Linked DNA regions of Bos taurus: region 2 is linked to region 1. A link is a contact called in public Hi-C data. All regions are on one chromosome and are shown on one strand. The core of a region is the stretch at or near the end of the contact, and the rest is flanking DNA. Distances in the headings are between cores, read along the strand shown.

What was found. A called contact is a pair of places that touch in the nucleus more often than the background predicts.
Region 2: a Hi-C map of skeletal muscle shows a contact between it and region 1, with 6 times the contacts expected there. The contact joins the promoter of NOL9 here to the enhancer-like site in region 1. A contact is called at or near these places in 2 of 11 Hi-C or Micro-C datasets (liver and skeletal muscle).

The regions. Positions count from the first base shown.
Region 1 is chr16:46,775,616-46,782,996 of ARS-UCD2.0, reverse strand. DNAJC11 (DnaJ heat shock protein family (Hsp40) member C11) reads right to left here. Exons shown (of 16, transcript NM_001045993.1): 15 at 7,088-7,217; 16 at 5,392-6,688. The coding sequence ends at 6,663. It overlaps THAP3 (THAP domain containing 3), which reads left to right. Exons shown (of 5, transcript NM_001075347.1): 2 at 1,864-2,056; 3 at 3,558-3,620; 4 at 3,977-4,081; 5 at 4,304-5,015. The coding sequence ends at 4,588. Among named protein-coding and RNA genes, the nearest start is that of THAP3, 4.3 kb to the left of the region's middle. Within about 2 kb of position 5,021, at least 21 of the 102 cell types and tissues checked have an H3K27ac peak or open chromatin away from gene starts, as enhancers often do. A contact at or near this core is called in skeletal muscle, where this site is marked.
Region 2 is chr16:46,828,511-46,835,841 of ARS-UCD2.0, reverse strand. NOL9 (nucleolar protein 9) reads right to left here and starts at 3,059. Exons shown (of 12, transcript NM_001206599.1): 1 at 2,688-3,059; 2 at 1,432-1,651; 3 at 800-927. The coding sequence starts at 3,059. It overlaps TAS1R1 (taste 1 receptor member 1), which reads left to right and starts at 3,169. Exons shown (of 6, transcript XM_002694166.6): 1 at 3,169-4,207; 2 at 5,762-6,068. The coding sequence starts at 4,017.

The DNA of each region.
Region 1 (7,381 bases), core at 3,772-6,271:
CGCGACCTTTGCTGGAGCCGCAGGAGGATGGTAGGACTTCTGGAGTCTGTCCCTGCGCGCCCCGCGCCCCTCAGGTGTGGGACCCGGCCGAGTGCACGGCCGCTTTAGCATCGATGGGTAGAGTGTTGCACACTTTATTGCTGGTTCCAGCCACAGCGCCTTCCTCCATCCTGCTCAGAGTGTGACTCCAAAGGGCTGCGCTCTGTTCATCTACACTTCGTCTCCTCTAAGCGTTTTCTTTTTTAACGTGAGTATGTCTATTGATATGTAACACGCCTACGGAAAAGTGCACAGTTTATAAGCACACAATTTAACCAAGTGAACACCCGGTGTGACTGCCAAGAGTTTAGAACATAGAAGCCCCCAGGAGACCCGGAAACGCACCCCCTTCCAGCCCCTCACTCAGTCCCCAAGGGTAAGGCCTCTGTCAGAGGGGACTGCCTTGGCCTGTTTGGAGCCTCACTGAATGGAGCCACACGCTGTCCTTTTTCCTGTCCTTTGCTCATCACTGTGCTCGTGAGTCCTTCATGTGGCCTGAAGCAGCCGCAGCAGTTCATCCTTTTCATTGCTGTGTAGTGATCCAGGAGTATATTTACTCCAACCAACTTGTTCTACAATTGAAGGGCATCTGGGCCCCTCTGTGTTTTGGCCATCACGGGTACGAGACTTGGGGCGTCTTTGCTGGGTCTTGTCTTCCAGCGCCTGTACCCCACCACTCCCAAAATTTGCTCGGTCAAGTCCCATTGGCCCTTCTCTGCAGCCTATGACACAACCGACTGCTGACCCCTTGAGGCCATCTACCACCTGGCTTCTGGGACACCTCTTGTTCTCTTCCTTTGTCACAGTGTCCCTTCTCAGTCTTCTTGGGTAGATTCTGCTTATTTCCAACTCCAGACAGATATTGGAGCACTTAAGGGTGCTGGCCGTGCCGCTGTCCCATCGCTGTCCATGCTGGCTCCCCAGGGCAGCCATCTCACCCAGGCTTATGGCTCTGCCACCTTTTACATGGGGATACCCGCATGGTGACAACTCCAGACAACTCTTGTCCCCCTGCCACTCAGCTTCAGCACGTGGACATCTAAAAGGCACCTGAAATTTAACATCTCATGTATATTAATAAAACCAAACTGCTGATCCCCCCAAGCTGCCCCTCCCCCATAATCTCAGCACTTGAAAGTCCTTCCTCTGCTTCTTAGCCCACAGGCAAACTTCTCTGCCTGGCTTTCATGATGCACCCCAGATCTGCCACTCACCACCTTCTCCAGCTCCACCTCTGCCTGAGCCTCCAGGAAGCCCCTTCTGACAGTGGCCTGCATCCTCTTCTTGCTCTGTGTCAGCCAGACCTGCCTCGTTGGCTCCTCACACCCTCGGCCTTTGGACTTGCTCTTCCTTCTGTTCCCGTGTTGCTGTTCTGTGTCCCACTTTCTGCAGCCTCTGCTCCAGTGTCACCTCCTAGGTGGCCTTCCCCAACCACTTCCTATTCTATTCTTGCATGGTCCGTGACTGTCTAGTGTACTGGCTGTCTCCTTGCTCTAGAATGTAGGTTCCAAGAGGGTGGGCTCACTTCCCCTCCTGCTTCCCCACACAGGAGCAGGAATGGAGGCCTGCCTGGCAGATGTGGCTCTGGGAGCACCTCACTGAGGCTCTGGCCATGTTCATGGTCTCAGATATCCTACTAAGGATGCTGTCAGCAGCCACGATGGAAGCTTCCCGACATGGAAGGATGTGGTTTAACAGGACAAGGCTATTGAGTTTTCCAGGCTGTCCAGTAAAGTGCAGGGCAGGGATGCAGAAGGTCCCTGGGACCCTGAAGGTGTGTGTTTAGCCCCGCAAGTCCCTCGTGCCTCCTTGCTGTGCCCCCAGGTTCCCGTTCAGCCGCCCGGAGCTGCTGAAGGAATGGGTGCTGAACATCGGCCGGGGCGACTTCGAGCCCAAGCAGCACACGGTCATCTGCTCCGAGCACTTCCGGCCCGAGTGCTTCAGTGCCTTTGGGAACCGCAAGAACCTGAAGCACAACGCAGTGCCCACAGTGTTCGCCTTCCAGGGCCCCCCACAGGTGCACGGCCGTGGGGGTCCCCCACCTGGCAGTGGGGTGGGCAACGGTGTCATTTGTGGGGACAGCAGAGGCTGAAAACTGACAGGCCCCTAGGTCCAAAGCCCAGGGTCCCCACCTGGCCCTGAGCTTTAGGAAATCTGCAGTTCAAAGCTGCCTTAAAAACAAGTCACTTCATGATGGGTGCTACGGAAGCAGCTGATGGGGAGGGGCCCACGAGCTTGCTTCTTTCTGCACTTCACTTTGTGGGGCCTCACTTGGGCTCGAGGGAGGTGAGGACTTTCCTGTCCAGGGCACAGGAGGACGATGGTGGTGGAGTGCTGGAGGGGGACAGGGACAGCGGAGCGAGGCTGGGTGGGGGCAGGATCTGAGCATGCTCAGGAGCAGCAGCAGCTCAGGCCCTGTGGAGGGCGCAGGGCCAGGTGGTGACAGCCTTGGACAGGCGGTGGTTTTCTTCAAAGGGGCGGAGGGCTTGACATACAGGGATCTGAGTTTCCCAACCAGGGATTGAACCCTTGTCCCCTGCAGTGGAAGTGCAGAGCCCTAACCCCTGGACCACCAGGGAAGTCCTGGACAGGAGGTGGGTTTTTGGGGGGAGGCTGGTGGGGAGGGACATGACTTCCGAAGGCCCCTCTGGAGGCTGGTTCAGAGGCCTCTGTGGCATCGCAGGTAAGGATGGTCACAGTGGCCTGAGCCAAAAGTGGGTGTCATGATGAGAAGATGGAACAGGCCAACTCTGGAGACCTGTTGGGTTGAAAAGGAGGTGGTCTAGGGGCCAGGGGGGTCCCTGAGGGCTGGGTTTTGCTCCATGGCTTTTATTCCCATGTCCAGGAACATTGCTTGGCACAAAGTAGACGCTTAATGGGGGAGCTCTTCTTTCTTTTAAACGTAGAAGGCCTTTTGTTTTATATATATATATATATACTTACTTTATCATGGTAAGAACACTTACCCTGAGATCTGCTGTTTTAACACACATAAAGTGCACAGCACAGTATTGTGGACTGCAGGGATGTGGTACCGGGGACTCTGGAAATTACAGTTTGCTGATCTGAAACTCCCATCGTGGATCAGGAACCTGTTCAGTCAGGGTGATGACTTCCATGGCATTTGTAGGAAACTGCTCCACGGCCAGTGATGACAGGTTAACCCTAAGGAGACGTTTGTGGTCCTGCCTCTAGTGCTTTTGGTGCCTGGGGGCAGAGTGGGGGTGCGGGGAGTTGAAATTGTGGTCCCCATGGTTTCTGCTCAGTTCTTTGGAGGCCTGGGGACTGCAGGCTTTGAGTTGGGTGTTTTCCCTTGAAGAATGCCAGGTCTCTGGCTTCAGTGGGTCTCTGACCCAAGGTTTGGGGACTGTGGAGGAGGGGCACTGGTGGATGGTGAGAGGAGAGCTGGGCTGGGCTGAGCATGGGGACAGAGACAGGTGAGGCCTGATGGACCCTCTGGTGCAGATCTCCTGTGCCCACCCCGGGGCCTGTCCACAGCAGCTCTGCATCTCTTGCAGCTGGTGAGGGAGAACACGGACCCTACCGGCCGGAGTGGAGATGCCACCTCTGGGGAGAGAAAGGTGAGTTTGCCCTGCTGGTCACAAGTGTTCCAACTGAGCTCCTGCGCCTTCCCGCCAGGCCAGCCCACTGGAGCTCATCATGCTTTCCTTACAAGTTGGGGTTTGGATTCCGTTTTCCTAGAGAAGGAGAAGCTGAAGCTGTCCATGCCTCCTCCTCCCTGTTCAGTATCAAGCAGTGGCAGCCAGTCGCAAGTCTGGCTCCTGCTCATCTCTAAAGGTTTGGCCCCAGGCTGTGGAGGCGGCTAGCTGTCCTGCTGGTGCCCTGGCAGCCCCCATGTGGTGTGAAGGGACTCCTGGCAGGATAAGTAGCAGCTGGGGAGGACCCACGAACGGCTGGCTCCGCCCTGTCTTTACAGGTCCTCCCTGAGACGGGCTCCGGGGAGTGTGGCCTGGGGAGGAAGATGGATACGACAGTTGAAGTGCTGCAGCTGCCCCCCGAGGTTGGAGGCCTAGGAGCACAGGTGAGGCCGGGCTTGGCGTGAAGGCAGCACAGGACTGGTCTCAGTCTGAGGGGATTTGCTTCAAACAGAATGAAGAAAACTGGTGCTCGAACCAGAGCACCAGCCTGGACCTCAGACTTTACCCGCAACAGCTGCGGCCCAGCAGTTCTGGGTGTCAGGGGAGCCCCCTTGGCCTCAGGTCCCTGGCTGCTGCTCTGGTCCCTCACTGACCTCTGTCCTCAGGTCCCGCCACACACACCAGAAACTTCTGGGGTCCCTGGTCAGCCAGCTAGCCCCCCAGAGCTGAAGAGGCGCCTCCCCACACAGCCGTCCGATCACAGCTATGCCCTTTTGGACTTAGACACCCTGAAAAAAAAACTCTTCCTGACTCTGAAGGAGAACGAAAAGCTCCGCAGGCGCCTGAAGGCCCAGAGGCTGGTGATGCGGAGGATGTGCAGCCGGCTGCGTGCCCGCCTCGCAGGGCGGCCGGGACTCCAGGCCAGGCCTCGGCTGGGGCAGCAGAGCTGAGCTGCCTACTGGGCCGTTTGAGCCTCTGAGAGGAGGGGCCATGGTCTCCAGACTCTCTGGCTGTGGACCTTTTGGTCCCACTTTGACCCTTAGGCCAGCGCCGCCTCAAGTGGGAGTGTGGTGGCCCTGGCGGGGAGGAGGCTGGGGCCCTGAACAGGACACCTTGGCTCTCCCTTCAGAAGGTGACAGCCCAGCTGCCTCTCTAGCACAAGCTGGGTGAGCGTCCTTGGAACCACCCTGGGCCAGTGTGGCCGACCATGTCCCTGAGGGGTAGGTAGGCCCCGGCTGGGGTGGGGGATGTGGGGCGCTAGCTGACCCTAAGGCAGCGAGGCGTCCCCTCCATCACCTGGACGGCTGGCTCTGTCCCAGGAGTACCTCTGCGCGGCCGGTGTGAGTGAGCAACGTAATAAAGTGTCTTCCTACCCCGTGTGCTGCCTCCTTTATTTAAAAGTGAGTGAGCACTGGTTTGAGTTCTCCTGAGCATGGTCACAGCTGAGGAGACTGACTTCCTGTTTCCTGCTGAAGGACCAGCAGGGCGTGACCATATTTGACTTCCCAAAAAAGTTGCCTTTAATTAAAAACAAAACGAAACAAAACAAAAACCACCTAGCCTGTGATTTGAACTCTGGACTCTTAAAATTCTCAGGCAGATGTCTGGCAGAGAAAATACCCCAGCCTCAAGTCAGGTCTCACAGTTTGAACCCTGAGAACAGAGGGTGGGGCAAGGCCTGTGAGGAGGAGGCAAGTCCCTCTACCTGGTGGCTCCTAAAATGAACACACAGACGCATACAGACACTGCCCCCGGCTTTCAGGAAAGGTTTATTGTGGTAAGAGCGTGTCCTCTGTTCAGTCCCTGTTCAACAACAGGAGGGACGGCCTGCCAGGAGGGGCACAGGCTATGGCCAAGGTCGGACTCCACTAACTCGACACTTATTGCACGATTTACATTCAGAGCAGCTGCTCTTGCAGGGAACTTTTAAGTGGAGATAAATATTACAGAATTGGACAACCTGAACTACCTTTAAACACTGGAGGAAGGGGGTTGTGAGTGACTTCTCCGGTACCGACATCAGGGGCAAGGCCTGATTGAACAGGAGCCGCACAGAGGCTGCCTGAACCCCAACCAGCCAGGCGTCTGCTCCTCCAGTGACTGTTCACCAGCCAGGCTGGTTAGGAGGGGCCTGGTTGTGAAATACTCTGCATCCTCAAAAGAGGCGTGTGAAGGAAGGGGTTCCTGGGAGCAGACACCCAAATGGGTACGGGCAGCCCAGAGGAGACTGACTGAGCCGGTGTGGGAGCAGCAGTGCCACCTGCTGGCAGCGAGCAGGGAGGGGCCCCTGGAACCCCTTGAGCCTCTTGGCTCCCACTCTGACCTCTCCGGGCCGCATGGACTGAGCTGTGTGGGGGAGGGCAGAGGCAACGCTGCTTCACATGAGGACACAGGTGGCTCCTGGGACCGGAGTGACATCCTCTGTCCCAAGCCAGGTGCCAGTGGAATGACTTGAGAAGTTCTGGGAGGGGACGGAGGAGACTTAATTCCCAAAGCCACTCGTTCTCAGGTAAAAAGCAGATTTATAAACCCACACCATCCTGTCCAGATTCACGCAGTCACATTTCAGCAGGAAGGTGACTCAACAGGCGTTCCCTTGATCCAGAGACTCTGCTCCTGGGAACGGCTTCCCTCCTTCCGTTTTGTTTTCTGTGTTCAGTGTGGATTTTAGGAAAGGTAGCTCACGGTCACGGGCATGAGGGCGAGGTGTTCATAAATACCTCACGGCAGACAGAGCTACTGGGTGGCTCAGCCGGCGAGGGACCCTGAGGCCCCGGGGGCCGGGCCTTCCCTGCGGGGACATGATCCTTGGGAACAGACTCGGGCCCAGCTGCGGTTCCGGTCCTGGTGGGGTTGCCTCGGGGCATCTGTGTGTCCCTTCACATAATTGAGCCAGTACCACTTTCTATGCAAATACAAAATAAACATCTGATTCTGGGTTTTTTTCCCTGCTTCTTTCCAAAATTTGTTGACTCCTGGGGAAATTCTTTTGCAGCCCCTTTTGAATCTGGCTTCTCAAGTAGTTTATCCATCAGTATCAATTCTGTGAGCTGTAAAAGAAAAGACAAAATCAGCGCATCTAAAGGCAACTGTTTCCACGCACTCTTTCCACGTAGCGGGGATCAACCAGGCCCTGGCCAGAGGCTGCCTGGCCTGAAGCTGGGCAGAGGATGAGCTGCCAAAAATCACTGTGTTCTTGAACACAGAGGAGCCACTGGGTCTGCCTCATACCTAGTCACCCCGGCTGCAGTTTCCAAGAGCTCACTACCACCTGGGAAAGGGCTGACCCCTCCCTCAGGGCATCATTTCCCAGGTCTGTGTAGGTCACGATGCCCAAGCCTATGGCTCCCCGGCCAAGGATAGAAGGAAGGCTTTTGTTGCCCCCGCCACTGAGGTCCCTGGGCCTGTCTCTGGGCAAGGACGGGTGACAGCCAGGGGCAGCTACTCACACTGCTTTGGTATCCTGAGTGCCTCGCTGTCGAGCGCCATGACCTGATGAAGGACCCCGCGGAACTGGTAAAGCACTTTCAGGTTCTTCTCTTCACCCACACACGGGTCGTAGAAGCCGGGCAGCCCAGCCTGCAACAGACAGATTCTCACTGGAGACAGGCGTTTGAAGCCCAGTGGCGCTGTAGTCAGTACCTGCCCGGAGGGGCAGTGTGGACACTGCCCACGAAGGATGCAATCCTGGGAGCCTGAGTACAGGAAAGAGGATTTTAACAAGCTGCCTACTTAGTCCTAGA
Region 2 (7,331 bases), core at 1,810-4,309, 55 kb before region 1:
GATCCCTTGGAGGAGGGCATGGCAACCCACTCCAGTATTCCTGCCTGGAGAATCCCATGGACACAGAAGCCTGGCTACAGTCCCTAGGGCCACAAAGACTCAGACACAACTGAAGCGACTCAACACACACCCATGCACACAACCTCTTCTCTGAATTTGACTCACACATTCAACTGCCCAGCAGGCATCTCCAATTGGATGTCTAAGAGGCATCTTTCAGCTACAGATCTAAGTCTCCTCCTACAGCCCCATGTCTCGGCGCACTCAGACAGTCCGGCCAAAAAACCTGCTGCTGCTCCCTGATTCCTCCTCACACCTCACGTGAAGTCTGATGTTCCTATAGATTTGGCTCAATTTACTGGCTCATGGGAGACAATTTTAGGAACCAATCTGACTTCAGGAAATTAATAGTAAGGACAGCAAAAATTTGGAAATGAGGAAAGGAAGAGATGGGACAAAGTGTAAGTACGCTGAAATTACTCAGAATTTATAAAGAATTCATACTGTCTCAAGTTGGTGAATCAAAATATAAAGATAACCATTTTAAAAATATCAAAAGGCATTTAATCAACTATAACAGAAAATGGTGACTTTATCTGGGGAATGAAGCTAAGTGGCGTAGAAGAGACAATTTTTCTGATATATCCTTCTATTGACTTTTTTACTGTACACATGTGTTACATTCTGTATGACTTATAGCACAACATGACAGACAGATAAGACTAGGGGCATCCTACATAGTCATCTGACTGTTTTGGTGAAAGTAATGAACAAAACTCTGAATGAAAACTGGTTCTACCTCTTGTACGAAAATGTAAGATAAACCTGGATGGCTGATTATAAAGTTCACGGTGGAGGTTTTCAGACGTTCCAGCAACACGATGGAACACAGAGGAGAAAAACTGCTCATCAAACAATATCTGTCATCTGTAAAGAGAGACATAAGCTGCCTTAGAAACAGCACTCCATCAAACGCTATGCCCCGTGGGACTTTCCTCTCCTCTGCTAAAGTCCACACCTTTTGAGACTAGGAATTATGTATGACAGCCTTTTTCAGGAGGCCATACTGCATGACAGAAACACACCTGGATGGAGAAATCAATCCAGGTTTGCTACCTGAACACTGTGTGGCCTTGGTGACTTTCCTCATCTGTGAAATGGTAAAAAGAGCTTCACTCTCCAGACCTTGAGGGTTTAAATACATATAGTAAAGAGTGCAAGTTTGAGGCCACAGTAAACAACTAAAAATTATTCGCCTTGGGTCTTCCCTGGTGCTCCAGTGGTTAAGACTCCAAGCTTCCACTGTAGGGGACATGGGTTCTATCAAGGGAACTAAGACCCCACATGCTGCAGGGTGTGGACAAAAAAAAAAAAAAAGTTTTTGCCTTATTATGATACATCCTCAGTAAGTCACTCAGTTCTCTTCATTACCTTGGTTCAGATAAGGTCTGAGCAGAACTCGGGCTTCTCTCTTCATCTCCTTCTTGCTTTTCTCATGCACTGAATAATGAACAGCATTGATGGTCAGACGAGAGTGGGTGTAGGTGGAGAAGACATTTTGGGCAGGCTGGCCCTGGCTGATGGTAAAACCAAACACCTGCACCTGGCCGTAGAGGCAGGTCACACAACAGATCCCACTAAAAGTAAAGCCCTGGAGGGGACGAAAAAAGAAAGGAAAAATAAGCTTACAGATTCTGCTACCAATGACAGAAAACTTCTAAGATTTTAACTGGCTCTTCAGGTTATCAAAAGGAGATGAATTAAAAAAAAGAGAGATTTATCGCTAAGTAACAGAATAACTTGTAGGTAATGATGTATTTTAAACTAATAGATTAAAATGTGAATACTTTTAATCTAAGATCATATCCGGAGCAGCCAAAGGGACAGTCTGACGCACACTGACCTAAGGGGGCCCCCTGAACTTAGTTCTGCTGTTCTCACGGCTCCCCGTCCTTACAAAGCTATAGTGCGGGGGACCTCCCAGACCAACGCCCAGGTGAAGGGTTTGACTGCTGGCTCTGCCTCCACTTATATCTTTCCGGCAGGTTACTTAAGCTATGTTCTGTTTTTCTTTAAACATTCCTAGTGGTAATGACTCCATAGAGCATGTAGCACTAAATGAGTTCAGATACCCATAACACTTAGAGCCTGACATTTCTGAGCACTCGATAAATGCAACCTATTATTACTATTAAAGTCCTTTCAGCCCCAAAGACGGAGAAAGCAATGGCACCCCACTCCAGTACTTTTGCCTGGAGAATGCCAGGGACGGGGGAGCCTGGTGGGCTGCAGTCCATGGGGTCGCTAAGAGACGGACACGACTGAGCGACTTCACTTTCACTTTTCACGTTCATGCATTGGAGAAGGAAATGGCAACCCACTCCAGTGTTCTTGCCTGGAGAATCCCAGGGACGGGGGAGCCTGGTGGGCTGCTGTCTATGGGGTCGCACAGAGTCGGACACGACTGAAGCGACTTAGCAGCAGCAGTAGCAGCAGCAGCCCCAAAGACCTAGAATTCCCTCAGGAGGATCCTTGTTACCCTCTGTCCAGCACCACAGCCCGAGGAATGCGACTGACCCGCGGACAGAGTACCCGCAGGGGGAAAAGGGCCTCTCCCAGCCTGCAGCTCCCGGGGCTGTATCCCCACCCTCCCGCGCTGCCCGCCCGGCTCCCCCGGCGCGACCCACCTGCCCCAGCGGCAGCAGCAGGACAGCGCGGCCCGAGCCAGCCGGCCGCACCGGCGGGATGGGGAGGATCGCGGGACCACTCGGGACCGGATCTTCGGCCGGCTCGGGGCTGGAGGCCCGCCTGCGAGCCGAGGTCTTCAGCCTCTGGAGCGCCGCGTCGCCGGACACCAGACAGCCGCCCTGCAGCCAGTCCGCGCCGGCTGCCTGGGCCTGCAGCAGCCGTCGCCGAAGCCGCCTTCGGCTGCGCCAGCGCAGGTTCCGGAGCCGGCGGCGGGGCCGGCGGCTGAGGATGAGCTGGGGCCGGGCCTTGCGGGCCCGCAGCCACGTGTGGCGGGAGGGAACCCGCTTGAGCAGCAGTAAGGAGTCCGCCATGCTGGCTGCCGGGGCCGGTCGCTCGAGAATCTCGCGAGATCCCAACGCTCCGCCCTGCGGCCCGTCAAGGTTCTGGAAGGTGCGGGCGCCCTCTGCCGGCAGTCTTGGTGGCGCACCCTGGCCTCCGCAGGCGCAAGTGTGACTCAGGCCCGTTGGAGGTGGTGAAACCTAGGGAAAGCCTGGGCGACACCCGGCCAGGCAGTCCCAACGAGAGCCCCATTTACATTATGCAAAAGCCTCACCCCGGCTGCGTGGAGAGGGAAAGTCAGATACCCCAAGTCCAGGGCCACCTCTCCGGAAATCCAGCTAGGATTTTCCCGACCCCTCCCCGCTCCGCTCCCCGCGACTGAAAAAGCTCCAGGATTGACGTTTTAAACAAAACCTGTCTATTTGCATACCCTCTGTTTGCATGCATTTGTCTTTGAGCTGAAGGGACCGACTGTGTTTAAGGAGGCGAAATGGGGACGATTTACTCAGAATTTCAATTTCAGGAGACTGAGGATTGGGGTGGGTCACAAGTATAACTCAAAGCCTTGTCTTGTTCGGTAAACTGAGGCCCAGGTAAACGGTTCTAAAACCTGCAGCTCGCTGAGAGCAACCTTTCACACTCTGTTCCTCAAGCCCCTCCCCAAAGAAGCTGACCCCCCTCAAATCCCGTTCTGAACCAGGTGATGCCACAGGCACCAGAGCAAGGACAGAACCCACAACCGTCCAGAGGAAGGGTCAGTGGGTGCCACCTGCTTTGCACCTGTGCCTTTACCCTGCCCAGTTCCTGAGGAGGACCGCAGGCCCGGAAGGCAGAGGCAAAGAGCCCTACAACTGGGCTCTAAGCCCGCCCCCTTTCATAGGCATGAGACTGGGAAGCATCTGGGCAACTGCTGACCATTCTGTTTAAACGGCCCAACCTGGTCACAGGGCGTGGCGTGGCCATGCCAGGCGCGGGGCTGTCTGGCCAGCATGTCACTCTGGGGGGTGCGCCTGGTCGGCCTGCAGCTCTCCCTCTCCTGCTGTTGGGCTTTCAGCTGCCACAACACCCCGTCCTCCCCCGACTTCAGCCTCCCTGGGGATTACCTGCTTGCAGGCATGTTCCCTCTCCACAGTGCCCTTCCAGAGGCGAGAGGAAGACCCACGGTGACTTTCTGTGACAGGTGAGTGGGGGGGAGGTCAGTAGAACTGTCACGTGGGGGGAGCCTGTGCCTACAGGTCCTCTGCCGGCCTGCCTCTGCAAGACCTTGTGGGTTCTATCTCTGGAGTGACCATCTGGACTGCCTCCAATCCCTACCCAACCCACAGCCAAGCCACCACCTTTAAGGGCTGGCTAGCCTTTCCCTGGCACTTTTAACACATTCTTTTGTCCTGGCTGTTAAGCGTCCTTTGTATTATAATTCCAGGTCAGTTGTTTCCTGGCTTTGTAATGTAACTAGAGAGCAAAGGTTAAGCAAGGGCACCTTTCCCTCTTCCATCTCCTATCCTACCCCAATCCTCCCCAGTTCACACTCCTTAGTCTCTCAGATGGCAAGTATGGTTCTCCAGGGGGAGAGAAGTGGGGACATATAGCAGAAGATGCTTCAGTAGCCTGAATGACTTTGGTTGGTGCCTTCCTGAAGTGGACAGTCTAGGTAGAAAAAAAAAAAAAAAGCAACTGCTTTTCTTATAAAGGGAATAGTATTAGATTCGGTCAGCTCGAGGATGTCTCATGGCTCAGTGGCCCAAAATGTAGCATACCTGACAGCCAGCCTGGGAGGAAGATTCTAGAAAGCCTAGTGTGGGAGGACTGGCCCAAAGAGCTACAGTTGGGAGCCTGGGAAGAGGAAATTTGAGGGAGGAGGAGATACATGAAAAACCAGGTTCAGGTGACTGAAGGGCTGTCGCGGGCAGGAGGTACTACGCTTCCTTCCAGTGACTCAAGGACAGAAGTGGTAGGAATGATGGGGGAGCCTCCCAAGAGGCAGGGAGGCTGGGAAATGGAGCAGGCTGGCACACTGCTCAAGCAGAGCTGAGTCACGGCCCTAGTGTGCCCGTGTCTGTGTTTCCCAGAGAGGCCATGAGGAACACAGGCCCCCACCACAATCACGTGTCCCAGTGAAAGGTACTGGTTAACCGGGTATAAGCGTGTACTGTGGTTAATTTCATGTGTTAACTTGGCTAGGCCCTGCGGTCCAGGTGCTGATTAAACACCAGTCTAGATGTTGCTGTGATGTGGTTAACGTTTTAGCCGTGGTTAACGTTTAAATCAATAAAGCAGATGCTCTCCATAGTGTAGTTGGGCCTCACCTAATCAGTTGAAGGTCTTAAGAGAAAAGATGGAGATCCCGAGGAAAAGATAGTCCTCTCTTTTGTTTGCGCTCCCTCTCTCTCTGTGTATATATAGCTGGCTAGCTAGCTAACTAGATGTATACATATGTGTCTCATCTTGGTTCTGTTTCTTTGGAGAACCCTAATATAGCAGATATCTCTGCTACAGGACTTGGGAGCCCTTTGATCCTAATATGCTTTGTGGGGGGCATGGTATGTATACTTTGCCAGTTTGCCCCCTACCTCTCCCAAGGCCTGTCAGCAGAACTGTGTGTGTGGTCCAGGACCCATGTTGAGGTCATGGTTGTAGGGGCTGCACAGATGACCTCAGAGGTTCCTTTCTACCCCCAAGCCTAGGGTTCCAGGAAACCAGAGGTTCTTAGCTCTCAGCCTGGCTTTCTCTACAGGTCCAACAGCTTCAACGGCCATGGCTATCACCTCTTCCAGGCCATGCGGTTCAGCATCGAGGAGATAAACAACTCCACTGCCCTGCTACCCAATGTCACCCTGGGTTATGAGCTGTACGATGTGTGCTCAGACTCAGCGAACATGTACGCCACGCTAAGCATACTGAGCACATTGGGGAGGCACTATGTGGAGATCCAGGGAGACCCTGCCCACTTTTCCCCTGCGATGGTGGCGGTGATCGGGCCTGACATCACCAAGCACGCTCTTACCACTGCAGCCCTGCTGAGCCCCTTCCTGGTGCCCCTGGTAAGCTGGAGCCCTAACAGTTCACTCATCTCCCCTCCTGGTGAGTCCAGCGTGGGCTGGGGTGGGTGTGCAGGAGCTGCTGTGCCCAAGGTGAGTCTGGACTTCAGGACCTCCTGGGCAGTCACTGCTCTTGAGTCACTCATCTGGAGTTCCTTCTTCTCCAAGTGCTGCTTCCGAGATCTCCCTGCTTCTGTGCTCACCGGAAAGTCCTTTCTCCTTGGAAACCTCTGCTCGTCTCTCTCCTCCTGCTGTCCCATCACCCCACAGGCTTCACATCTACCCCATCCTCCTCCTCCCGTCCGTTCCTCCAGGCTCAGGCTCAGCTGTGTGGTGCCCTCCCCTCCTCTGCTCATCAGCCTCTCCAGGGCCTCCTCCTCTGCTGACACACTTGCCCTGTCCCCCTTCATTCTCCGGGCACTTCTCCTCAGCCTGGCTGACCTCCCCTTCCAAGGAGACTTCTCTGCAGCCTCTCCATTCCTGCTTGCTTCTCTCTTTGCATTTACTCCTCCCTCCATGGCCTTGGGCTCTGTCCTTTGAGCAGTGCTTGAAGGTGATGACTGCGGGTTGGGTAGGGGTTGGAGATGGGTCAAGTGACCACCCCAAGGCAGAACCAGCAAGGTCTTGCTGAGAAGGACTGGTGGAGGGCCACAAGGTCTCCAACCCATCTGACCATTTTGACACTTTCCCCCAGCATTTATGACCTCCCCCTTTTCCCTTGTGCCACTTCCTTCTTGGTTTCCTTTAGGGAATTCTGTGCCCCCCTCCATCCCCCCCAAGAAGGAGGTGACTGTCTAGGACACACCCCTCCCCTTCTCAGGAAAGCAAAAGGCCCTGGCTGAATTCCCATCTCCACCTTCCATCTCCACTCCTGAGAACCAGCTTTGTCTCCAGAGCCTCACTCAGTGCCTCCACTTAATGGAGCCACCAGGGCCCCAAATGAACTTACCTACCTCATAACAAAAGCCTCTTGTCTTCCTACATCCCCTCCCCAGCCTGTCTGGCAGAGTGACTGTCTCCAAGGAAGCCAGTGCCCGCTGCATTCCCTTCTCTGCTTCCACGTCTAGCCCATCACCACGGCTTCTGCCATGGGGCCCTCTAACCACTGCCAGGTCCATCCCTTCCCTATGGCCACTGCCCCAGCTTTAACTGACTGCAATCCTCTCCCATCTAGATGATTCCATCAGTTCCTTGGGGTTCTGACTCTGGCCTTGAGCCTTTTCTAAACAGGTTCTTCATTGATCAGAGATACACTCCTACAAGTTT